Linked DNA regions of Gossypium hirsutum: region 2 is linked to region 1. Evidence: chromatin contacts called from public Hi-C data. All regions are on one chromosome and are shown on one strand. Each heading gives the region's core, a stretch centred on a gene start, on an enhancer-like site or on the middle of the called end of the contact. The rest is flanking DNA. Distances are from core to core; before and after follow the strand shown. Region 1 holds the start of LOC107950169 (epsin-3). Region 2 holds the start of LOC107950172 (palmitoyltransferase ZDHHC12).

Region 1 (5,097 bases), core at 1,598-4,097:
TTCCTATGTTAATAATATTGTTTTTCCTTTATATATTTTTATACAATATTATTCTTATTCATAATCCCCTAATTTTTAAATTGAAAGAAAAACATGCTAATATCAATTAAACTAAAACTCAGCCTACTTTTATAATTAAATTCAACAAAAGGTGTCATCGACTTCTTTTTTTTTTAAAGAAAAATCTCAAATAATGAACAATCTTTGCAACACTGCCAGTGAATTTTTTAGGAATTGACTAGTGTTATGTAAAAATATAGTAAAATATTTAAAAAATAAAAATACATAACTTTTTATTTTTTAAAACTGCTTGTGAAATAAAAAAAAATTACAGTACCAGCATACTAAATTCTAACCCTTCTAAAAATCTTTGTTAGCACAGATGGATAAGCAATTTGGAATCACAAGTTATTAGTACATCATAATCTTACTATAAAAACGAAAGCTCTAGGTTATTCATGGCTTTGTAAATCTCAACTTTTGTAAACTATTGAAGCAAAAGATGCTAATTTAGATATATAAATCACATATATATATATCATATGCTACAAGCCACCATTTAATCTCTACATACCACAGACATTCTTGTTAAGTAGATTTGATGAACTAATAAACATACAAATTTCAGTTTATATATATATATATATATAATCTCAGGAACAAGTAATTAAGTTTTTTACTTGCGCATAAGATGCTCAAAACATCATATAGCTGCTTAAAAGGTAGCACTCAAAGAGTGTATAATAAGAACAGAATCTGCATAGTGTACCTCTCAACACTGAAGCATCGGTGAAGAAGCTTGATTCCCATTGTCATTGAAAGGGTGATCACCTTCTATGGTGATTGGTGGCTTGGGTTCATTGTTTTCACTCCCCAAAAGTGGATTACACTCCGCAGTTGCAGTCCAGTTATGAACTTCTTCCTTTAAAGGAACCATGTTTTCTTTGAAACCTGTTTCAACTTCAGGCTTCTCAGGCAAATTATGTCCTTTACTGAAACTCTTGCTCAACTCTGATTTATCGACTTTATTCGTAGGGGGGAGCTGATTTTCTTGGTTTTCGTGGTCGTTAAAATCGGAGTTGCTCCTTCCATACGTTGCATTGGATGATTCTTGCAAAATGGCTTGTTGTGTTGAAGAAGAAGAAGAAGAAGACCTTTGGGAGAAACTGCCAAAGCCTTGGATCCCTCTTGTTAGCTTCCGAGCTCGGTTCCTCTCTTCTTTCAAAACAGGCCCTTTCTCAAGCAGCTTCATTACTCTTTCTGATTTCTTTCTAACAGCTAATCCCCAATTGAATCTGCAAATCAAATTACATATTTAGATTCATAAAACTCCAAGAAATATGATTGATGAAATTTAAAGGTCTAATTCTAGTTTTAGATTTAACCTTTCTACTTTAATTTTGTATTATTTAGTCCTATATTTTTATAATGTTATTAGTAGGTCCAAATTGATATGCTCACTGAGTCAAGATCACATAAAAATTCAATTGTGTATTCAAGCACTTTTTTGGTATCAAAACAAGCTTACAAATTCTTCTTCTGTTTGGAAAAGGGAATGGTTTCCAAACATGCGGTTCGAACACTGAACTTGATGCCAACAAACTTAAGGTTGCTATCGATTTGGAGCTACTAATATTATGCTCAATTAATCCAGAGAAAATAAATACAAAAATTCGTTATAGTAGAGGGACTAAAACCATAATTAGACCAAGTTTAAAACAAACCCTTTCTCGTCTACATATTGAAAGCTTTGCATCTTTAAGACGGCATCTTTATCAGCCTGGAACTCCTCTGCCGTACTCTCTGGTCCATGAGTCAACAAATGTTCAAGCACTATCAGAGAATTGTAAGAGGTTCTCCATGTCTTTCTTTCAAATTTGCCCAATCTGATTCACACAAGCAAAACATCGAACACATGTCAGACCATGTAAAATCCCATCAAAATTACACAGAAGTAAATATAATTAAATACAAACTTGTTATGTAAAATCTCCACGATCCTCCAATAATCATCTAATTCAAAAGCAGCCCTTGAGATGGAACCAAGAGTCTGGGTGTTTGGTGCCCATGGATTCCCATTCGTAGCTTCTTCAGTCAACCTGCAGATAAACGATTAATAATAGTCTTTTCACTTGGACTCAGTACATAATCATGAATCGAAGAGCAAATAATAAGGCAAAAAGAAAAAGGAAGATACAGCTGAGCAGGGGTGACATCAGTTAAAGCTAAACGAGCTGTTTTGATCTTCTCCTTGAGGAAGAAAGAAGCTTGTTTCCTGAATTCAAGGAAGAAAGGAGAAGAACCCATGTTGCTGCTTGGACTCTTGCTTAAGATGGACATGATCTTAAGGCCCTTTGAAATCTCTAAGCCAAGATTTTGGATGAAGAAGGGATTCAAAGGAACAGTGAAAAATGCTACACCTAATATGTATGAAAAAGAAGGAAGAAGGGAAGGGAATTTGGGTGTACAATGGATGGTTTACTACATGAGGAGAAGATTTCAAAGCTGATTTCATTGATTTGGAGTACATGGGTTTGAAATGTCTCAGCTACCCCCCCCCCCGGCCCCCCGCCCCCCAAAACAAAAAGAAGAAGATTAACCTTGGGATTTGTAGATTGAATACAAAAATGGTGTTAAAGTCAACATCCACATGCTGTTGGGCAGCGGGTGCTTGGTTTTGAATTTGAAAAAGAAGGGAACAATGGGTAGCTCCACCTCAAATTTAACACCTAGCAAAGGACTGAAGTAGTCTCCACCCTCTACTATTTGAGAATTGAGACTTTTGAGAGTTTGGGAAATTGATAAGGTAAAGTAACATGAAAGTAGGTAAAATTTGTGCTCTATCTCACTTTTTTTTTTAATTAAGTAGTTGAAGTAAGAATATAACATTACTTAGCTTAGAGTCTAGAGGTTTAGAAATTGGTTAATATACTATTTGCCCCATAAAATTGTACTTAATTATCACTTTAGTATTAAAAGAATTTTTTTATCAGTTTGGTACTTGAAGTTTCCAAATTGTTATCAGTTTGCCCCAACCGCTAACGGTGTCAAAAAAGATGGTGTGAAGCAACTCGGAATATTATTTTTCTTGAAATAAATTAAGAAATCTAAAATAATGGAAAAATAAAAATAGTAAAAATTCAGAAAGTCCTCAAAAAATATTTAAAAATCAGAAGAAAAAATATAAAATTATATCAAATTATGAGAAATTAAAAAATATTTATTTTTTAAAAATACATAAAGAAAACATTGTACATGTTTTTATATAATTCTATATGTTTTTTTATCTTTTATGTATTTTCAAAAAAATAAAAATAAAAATTTTTAAATTTTTCGAAATTTAATATACTTCTATATTTTTTTCTGATTTATAAAAAAAAGTTGATAATTTTTCTGAATTTTTTTCAATTCTTTTAATTCATTTCTAACAAATAGGATTTAGGTGACAGTGTGCGATGAACATTATTGCTAATAGAGAAAAATGTGGGTTGAAGTGTGCTGAAACGCATTATCCCCCTATTTATAGATTGAGGAGAGGCTATGATCAATTCTAAACATTGTGTCAAAAAGTATAAACACAATTATAACCAAATATGAATCACGAGTTTTTTTTTTTTTTTTGAAATTTAAAGAAATGGGGGGTTTGGGTCTAATTTTGAAAGGCATACAACATTGCAATTAACCAAACCCAACATAAAATAATAAAGTGTTTTCAACAACAAGATTAATGTTGGTCCATTTGGTTATTCTCATATTTAATTTATAAGACTGCAATCTGCAAACCGGCTTATTTATTTATAATACAATCTTCAATCTTACGTTTTTTGTTTGTTTACTTTAAAGCATTTTGAAGCTTTCTACTCTTTGTTTTTCTTTTGTCGTCACTGGTTTTCTTGGACTTTTTAATTAAAATTTGTTGATCAATCACATCAGGTCACTAACGGTTAAATTAAGTTGTATTATTCGATGGTACTTTGATCTTTTTTATTAAACTATGATATATTTATACATTTTGATTTTAATTATATACACTTTATTACTTTCATCAATTGTATATAATAATAACGTATGTAATTGATTTGGTGTCACAAACTAACTCGACGCCAACTGAAGATTAATAACAATACAAATAAACAATTAAATATATATTTTTTTTCATTTTAGTATAATACGTATTTTATGTGTAATTATTATTAATTAATTTTATATCATACGTATTATTATTTATTATATATATTTATGATTTCGTAGGATAAAATTTCTGTAATCATTTAAATTGCTTTTAATAACTTTCATTTCTAAATATTAAAAAGGTTTTTGAAAACAACTTAACTCTGAAAATGACGGCAGCGTGAGTTTTGATTGTATTAAAATTATTTATTTATTTTATGAAAAGTTGTTTTATTAAAAAAATTCAAATTAAAAAGTGGTTTATTAATAAGATTATCCATGCATAACTAAGCATAATGTTACCAGAATTAGCTTTGAATCCTATTTGTTCTTGTTCACATGATGGTTAGGGTGTCTATTGCTCTAAGTATAATTTGGGTTCGAATTGCACTAATCATGCTGTTGTTAAGACTTTAGCTTCATCTTGTAAATTTATCCAAAAAATTTGACTTTACTTTTAATTGTTAAACAATATCAATAAGTTTTTTTATATAGGAAGTAAAAGTTGACTCTCCCTAATTATAATTTTAGAAATTTAACATTTTTATTGGATAAACTACACAATTAGTCATCAAATTTTTACAAGTTTTCATTTTGAACACCAAAAATAACAAAAATTCCTTTTTAGGCATTACCGTTAAAAACTAGTATCATTTTGGTCACTTGACATTAATTCAATATTATTGTACACTCATTTTAGTCATCCAACTTTAATAAATTTTTATTGTGATTACTCATTTTCTTTTCTAATTTAATTTTACTTTTTCAAAAAAAAATGTTTTTCCTATAAAAATCCAAGTTTTTACTATAGAATCCAAGGTAATTCACTAGGAAAAACTGAGGGCTTTCCCTTTTTTATCGAAAAAAAAATAAATTTAATTTTAAAAGGGAGTAAAAGGGAAATGAAAAAGATAAAATGTTTTTCCT
Region 2 (5,097 bases), core at 1,938-4,437, 160 kb before region 1:
TGACAGTGAAACTTTTTGCCTCCACCCAAATTGCTACATCACTTAATTTGATTCGTGCATCTCCTCCACCTTCGCATATACTATCAATGGCACTTTCGCATCCCACATATTTCGAATGGCCAAAAATTTCAGCGGGACACATTCTATGATATCCGGATCAACATATGATATCCATTCAAACTACAATGCACAATTGTAAATTTTGTTATATACGAAATTTTAAATTACAAATTATTGCGTAATTATTATAGGTTTGAAAAAAAATCAATAACTAACTTCGACTTTCGAACGTTAATCTAACAATAGTCGGATGTCTTCGAGCTGCTTCGGAAGTCCCACATAACTTGGCCCATGGTTCCACCTATTCAAGCGATATGTTAATTCAAACATATAATAAATAAACAACGTTTACTATATTAACTGCATATTATTATCAAATGATTTTTACCTTATCACCAATGGGAACGTATAAGGGTTGTTCACTTGGGGACGTAGAAATAGTAGCCGCCATCACGCCCATGACTACAGTAGGAGCAGGCAACCACCGATTGACATCTTATTCGGTTCCGTTGCCTGACACAACTCTTAGTACAACGTGACTAACATAACTGATCCTTAACTTAGTAGTCCGCATTTTTTAAAGTCGACTAAGTGTAGTAGCCACCTTATGTGTACCAATTTTTGAGATTTATCGAGCATTAGAATACCCCCGATTAACCTTAAGATTGATTTTCGGGCGTTTTGTTCTTTGACGACGTTGGGTGCGTTTGGAAGAAGATATTTGAACTTGGTTTTCAATTACTTCATATTTATCTGGCCACCTTGAAACTTGTTTGGCACCTTCCCTAAAAATGCCTCGTAAATGTCCTCTTTACCAAAAACGAGCGCTGACCCCGTAACAACTGGCCCATCTACCGGTAAATTGAGTTGTAAAGCTACGTCATCAAGTGTGATTGTACACTCGCTGCATGGAAGATGAAAAGTGTGTATCTCAAGCCTCCATCTTTCCACCAATGCGTTGATCAGTGTAGGATCGAGTTTGCATCCCTTGAGCATACAAGACACATGCAAGAGTCTTACATCTTGCAAGTAACCATGAATTTTGATGTCTGGGCTCTTTGACAAGTTATGCATGAACCCCTCCAAAACACGATCATTCGCTTATTTATATCGACAAAATAAAATAATTTAAAATATTTGAAAAATAAAAAAACTTTAAATTTAACTTAATTGAAAATAATGAAATTTAAAATTTCGTCTTACCATTATAGCTCGAGCGGAGAAATGTGCTTGTCGTCGAAATGAATTAGAGAGCTTGCCATTCGTGAAAGTTTAATTGATATGAATATACGAAGTAATTAAATAAAAATATAGTATTTTTAAACAGAGTGTATAGGAAATTTTTGAACAAAAATTGAGAAATTTGAGAGATTTGAGAGAATTTGGAGTTTAGAGAGAATAAAGAGAGTTGGATTTGAGTGAAAAAAATGAAAAATGACCTGGTATTTATAGGAAAAAAATTACCTTTGACCCTTTTAAATAATTTTACCGTTGCCAGTGTTTAAAAAGCTGTTGGGAAAAATGACCGTTGGAGGAAAGCGCGACGCGTTTTCACACTCTATCAAAAAATGGCCTAAAAGGCCAATTAAAAAAAAGACACATAACCCTAATTTAACCAAAATTTAATTGCAACTCCAATAATAGTTATATGTAATAATTAAAATTTTATAAAAATAAAATTTTTTGATTTAATATAAAGATTAGTCGTCTTTGAGCTAACAATTTTTTTAAATTTGACCTCTAGATTTTTTAAAATCAGATTGGTTTCCAAAGTAGGCATCCATTACACAAATTGATACCTATAATTAACACAGTTAATTTTCTTTAACAATTGACTTACGTGGTCAAATTAAGATGTGACATGTGGATAAACAATAAAACCACACATGTCTTCCTATTTAATTATTCTAAAAAAAAACTTTTTTTAAGGGAATGTAAAAAAGAAACTTAAATTCAATAAAATATGTATAAGTTAAAAAAGCGTTAAACAAATATAAAAATTATAAAATTCAAAAAATTAATATATAATTAAAAACAAAAGTAGAAATAAAAATAGTTAAAATTTCAAAAATATTACAAAAAAATTAAAAAAAATATCAATGCCCATCAATATTGATCAACGTTAGTCAATGTCCAATCAACACTTGGTCAACATTGATGAATGCTCGTCAATTTTTTGAATTTTTATATTTTTTTTTCATTTTTTTGAAATATTTTGACATTTAAACATTTTTCAATTTATTATATTTTCTAAAATTTTAATTATATTTTTATGTTTTTATTTTCTTGAAAATTTCAAAATATTTTTGATTTTTCTTTTTTTGAAAATTTAACTATTTTAATTTTCATTTCTTGAATCATTTATATATTCAAAATTTTTTAAAATTTATATATATATTTAAAATTTTAATTTCTTAAAATAATTAAAGACGAAGACATGTGTTGTTCCTAGGTTATGTTCATGTGTCACCTCATGTTTGGTTATATCATTTAATTATAAAAAACCGACGATGTTAACCATAGGACTAATTTATTTAACAAATGCCAACTTAAAATGATTCAATCATAAATTTAACGATCAAGATAAAAAAAATTATCAAATTCAATGGTCAATCTATATATTAAGCCTAAAAAATTGTAAACCGATTTAAACATTGATTTTTTTAAAAAATTATAAACCGATTTAAACATTGATTTTTTTTCTCAAATTTTGACTTATTATTAAATTTAAATAATTTGCCATTCAATTTATTTATTTAAATTAATATATGGATGGATTCTTAATTCCATCTATTCGACTCCAAGGATAATGCTTGTAATAACAAATTTTGTCAGTAAGAGATGATTATGTCACCTGGGTGGAGGATGTTTGTTGGCTGATTGAGCAAAAAGCAGTAGTACACGTGAACTTGTGCATATCCACCAATTTTGTCCATAATTGAAGGAAAATAGAGGATGTTTTTCCTTGATTTTTAGGTATGATTAATATGAATAATATAAAGAACTAAAGAAACTATTTCAAAAAATTCACAACGTGATAAATTAAATTATTTTATTGTAAAATAGTTTAAATTAAATAATCATTTTTTAAAAAGGATTAAACTTGAAAAATGATCATTTCAATCAAGGAGGCCGAAGACCCATGCCTGCATTTCGTCCCTGAATGTAAGAGTATAGTCGCTTGATCCAATTTTGGATTGGCACTGTTCATTGAACAACCCTAGAAAATAAAGTTGGTAATGATATGGCTTGTAATTGGATTTTACTATTTGTTATACCTAGCGGACACCTCATTGAACTCCTTTGCATCTCAAACACTTTGCTCAGAAAGCACAGTCTTGGAGAACACCTCTGATGGGTGAAGACACTCCTCTCCCAACAAGCATTAAAACGCTTATTTTTGCAAATAAATTATTTTACTGCTAAGGACCTTGTGTAGCTTTAACAAGGTTCTAACAGCGACCCAGTCACCAATAGATGGCTTTGATGTTTTGGGTTGAATGGCGCAGCCTTCTAACCCTAAACCCAATGTTTAAATCAGTTCATAGATCTTCCCTTTTTTAGTTAGTGGGCTAATCAGTCCTTATTGAAATGGGCTCCTAGTTTCGATTATAGTCTCGGGGAAGAAGAAACGAAGAACACCATAAATGGTTTTTTTTTTCCTTTTTCTTTTTGAAAATCAGAACTGAATTTGGGGAGATTTTGGACTTCAATTCGTGTTTCAAGAGCTGCTGCAATTACCTGATCAAAGCAAGATGTTAGCTTGGTCGAAATCGATTGGTCGCTGTACAGTTTCCTTTATCTCCGTTTTGCTTACTCAGTTGGCTTTGTTTTTGGTTCCTCTCTTCTTCTCAGCTTCTCCGATCCTCATTCAACTCACACTCTCAGGTCTATTCTCTCTCTCTCTCTCTCAAACATGGATGAAAGTATTCAAAATTCTCGATTATCTGAAGTTCGATAACACGGTAACTTTTTTTGCAGCTTTAGTTTTGGTTGTAGTTCTGGGATTTGGAGGGTGGTGTAAACGGCTTCTTGGATTCAATGCATCTGCTCCAGCTTTTGTTTTCTGCAGTATATTTTTTATCTGGGGTGTTTATATTGCTATTGTTCGACAAGGTACCTTTTTTGCCTTTTAAAAAAAAAAAGTTTCGGCCTACTCCTTTTGGAGTTCCTTTGGAGCCGACCATACCTCAACGGGTTGGCATTGTCTCGAGTCAAGATGGAGTTTTGTCTCCTGATTCTGCAGAGAGACCAAGTGCTTGAAGAGGTTGCCTCAGACACGGTTCACAGAGCGAGAGTGTTTTCGCCGGGAGGTTGCCACCTACGACCACTTGTTGTGCGCGTCCGACCCGGCATGGCGCTACTACTCTGGGAACCCGCGTCCCAAGGGGCACTCGAGCCGAGGCCGGGTGACAAACCTTGGCTCAACCCGGGAAGAATACCGACCTGCTGAGGGGTCTGTTGGCTCTGGATGTACAACACTTTGTAGACTTCTCCGGAAGGCAGCCTTCCCTCAACAGTTTCATATATCTGTCATGCCTTATTTGGTTCATCTAGTCAGTTTTTTTATGCTTTATTTGTTTTCATTTCGCTTTTAATATATCTAAAATTTAATATTTAACTTTTAAAGTTTGAACAACCCTAATTATAAATCCCAATTGGTTAGCATCTGTTTTCTTTATTTGAAAGTTTGGATGAAGTTTACCTCACTAATATATGGTGTTCTTTTGGTAGTTAATAATTTTTTGGATATTTTCCAGTAATCTGATTGTCAGAATGAGAATGGGAAATTAACTTCTTTTGATGCAAGAAACTACTTCTTTTGAGTAGTTTAGCAATTAACTTGTTTCATAACAGCCTATTATTTAACAGCCTATTATTTGCTTTATTTTTGCAGCGATTTCACCTGTTATGGACGTCGTGCTCAATGTAGAGATGATCATGCTCATCATTGGTCTTTTTAGGTTGTTTTTCTTTTCTCTTCAGTCTTTTGCAACATCTATAATTTGGTTAGTCATGTATATAGCTTGTTCTACA

The links. A called contact is a pair of places that touch in the nucleus more often than the background predicts.
Region 2: a Hi-C map of hypocotyl shows a contact between it and region 1, with 4 times the contacts expected there. The contact joins the promoter of LOC107950172 here to the promoter of LOC107950169 in region 1. A contact is called at or near these places in 10 of 34 Hi-C or Micro-C datasets (anther, callus, hypocotyl and 2 more).

What each region holds. Positions count from the first base shown.
Region 1 is chrD03:47,148,376-47,153,472 of Gossypium_hirsutum_v2.1, reverse strand. LOC107950169 (epsin-3) reads right to left here and starts at 2,847. Exons shown (of 4, transcript XM_016884957.2): 1 at 2,198-2,847; 2 at 1,977-2,099; 3 at 1,725-1,886; 4 at 516-1,295. The coding sequence starts at 2,340. The coding sequence ends at 773. It overlaps LOC107950168 (actin-like), which reads left to right. Exons shown (of 5, transcript XM_016884956.2): 5 at 1-12.
Region 2 is chrD03:47,308,835-47,313,931 of Gossypium_hirsutum_v2.1, reverse strand. LOC107950172 (palmitoyltransferase ZDHHC12) reads left to right here and starts at 3,187. Exons shown (of 13, transcript XR_005911466.1): 1 at 3,187-3,948; 2 at 4,042-4,176; 3 at 4,958-5,024.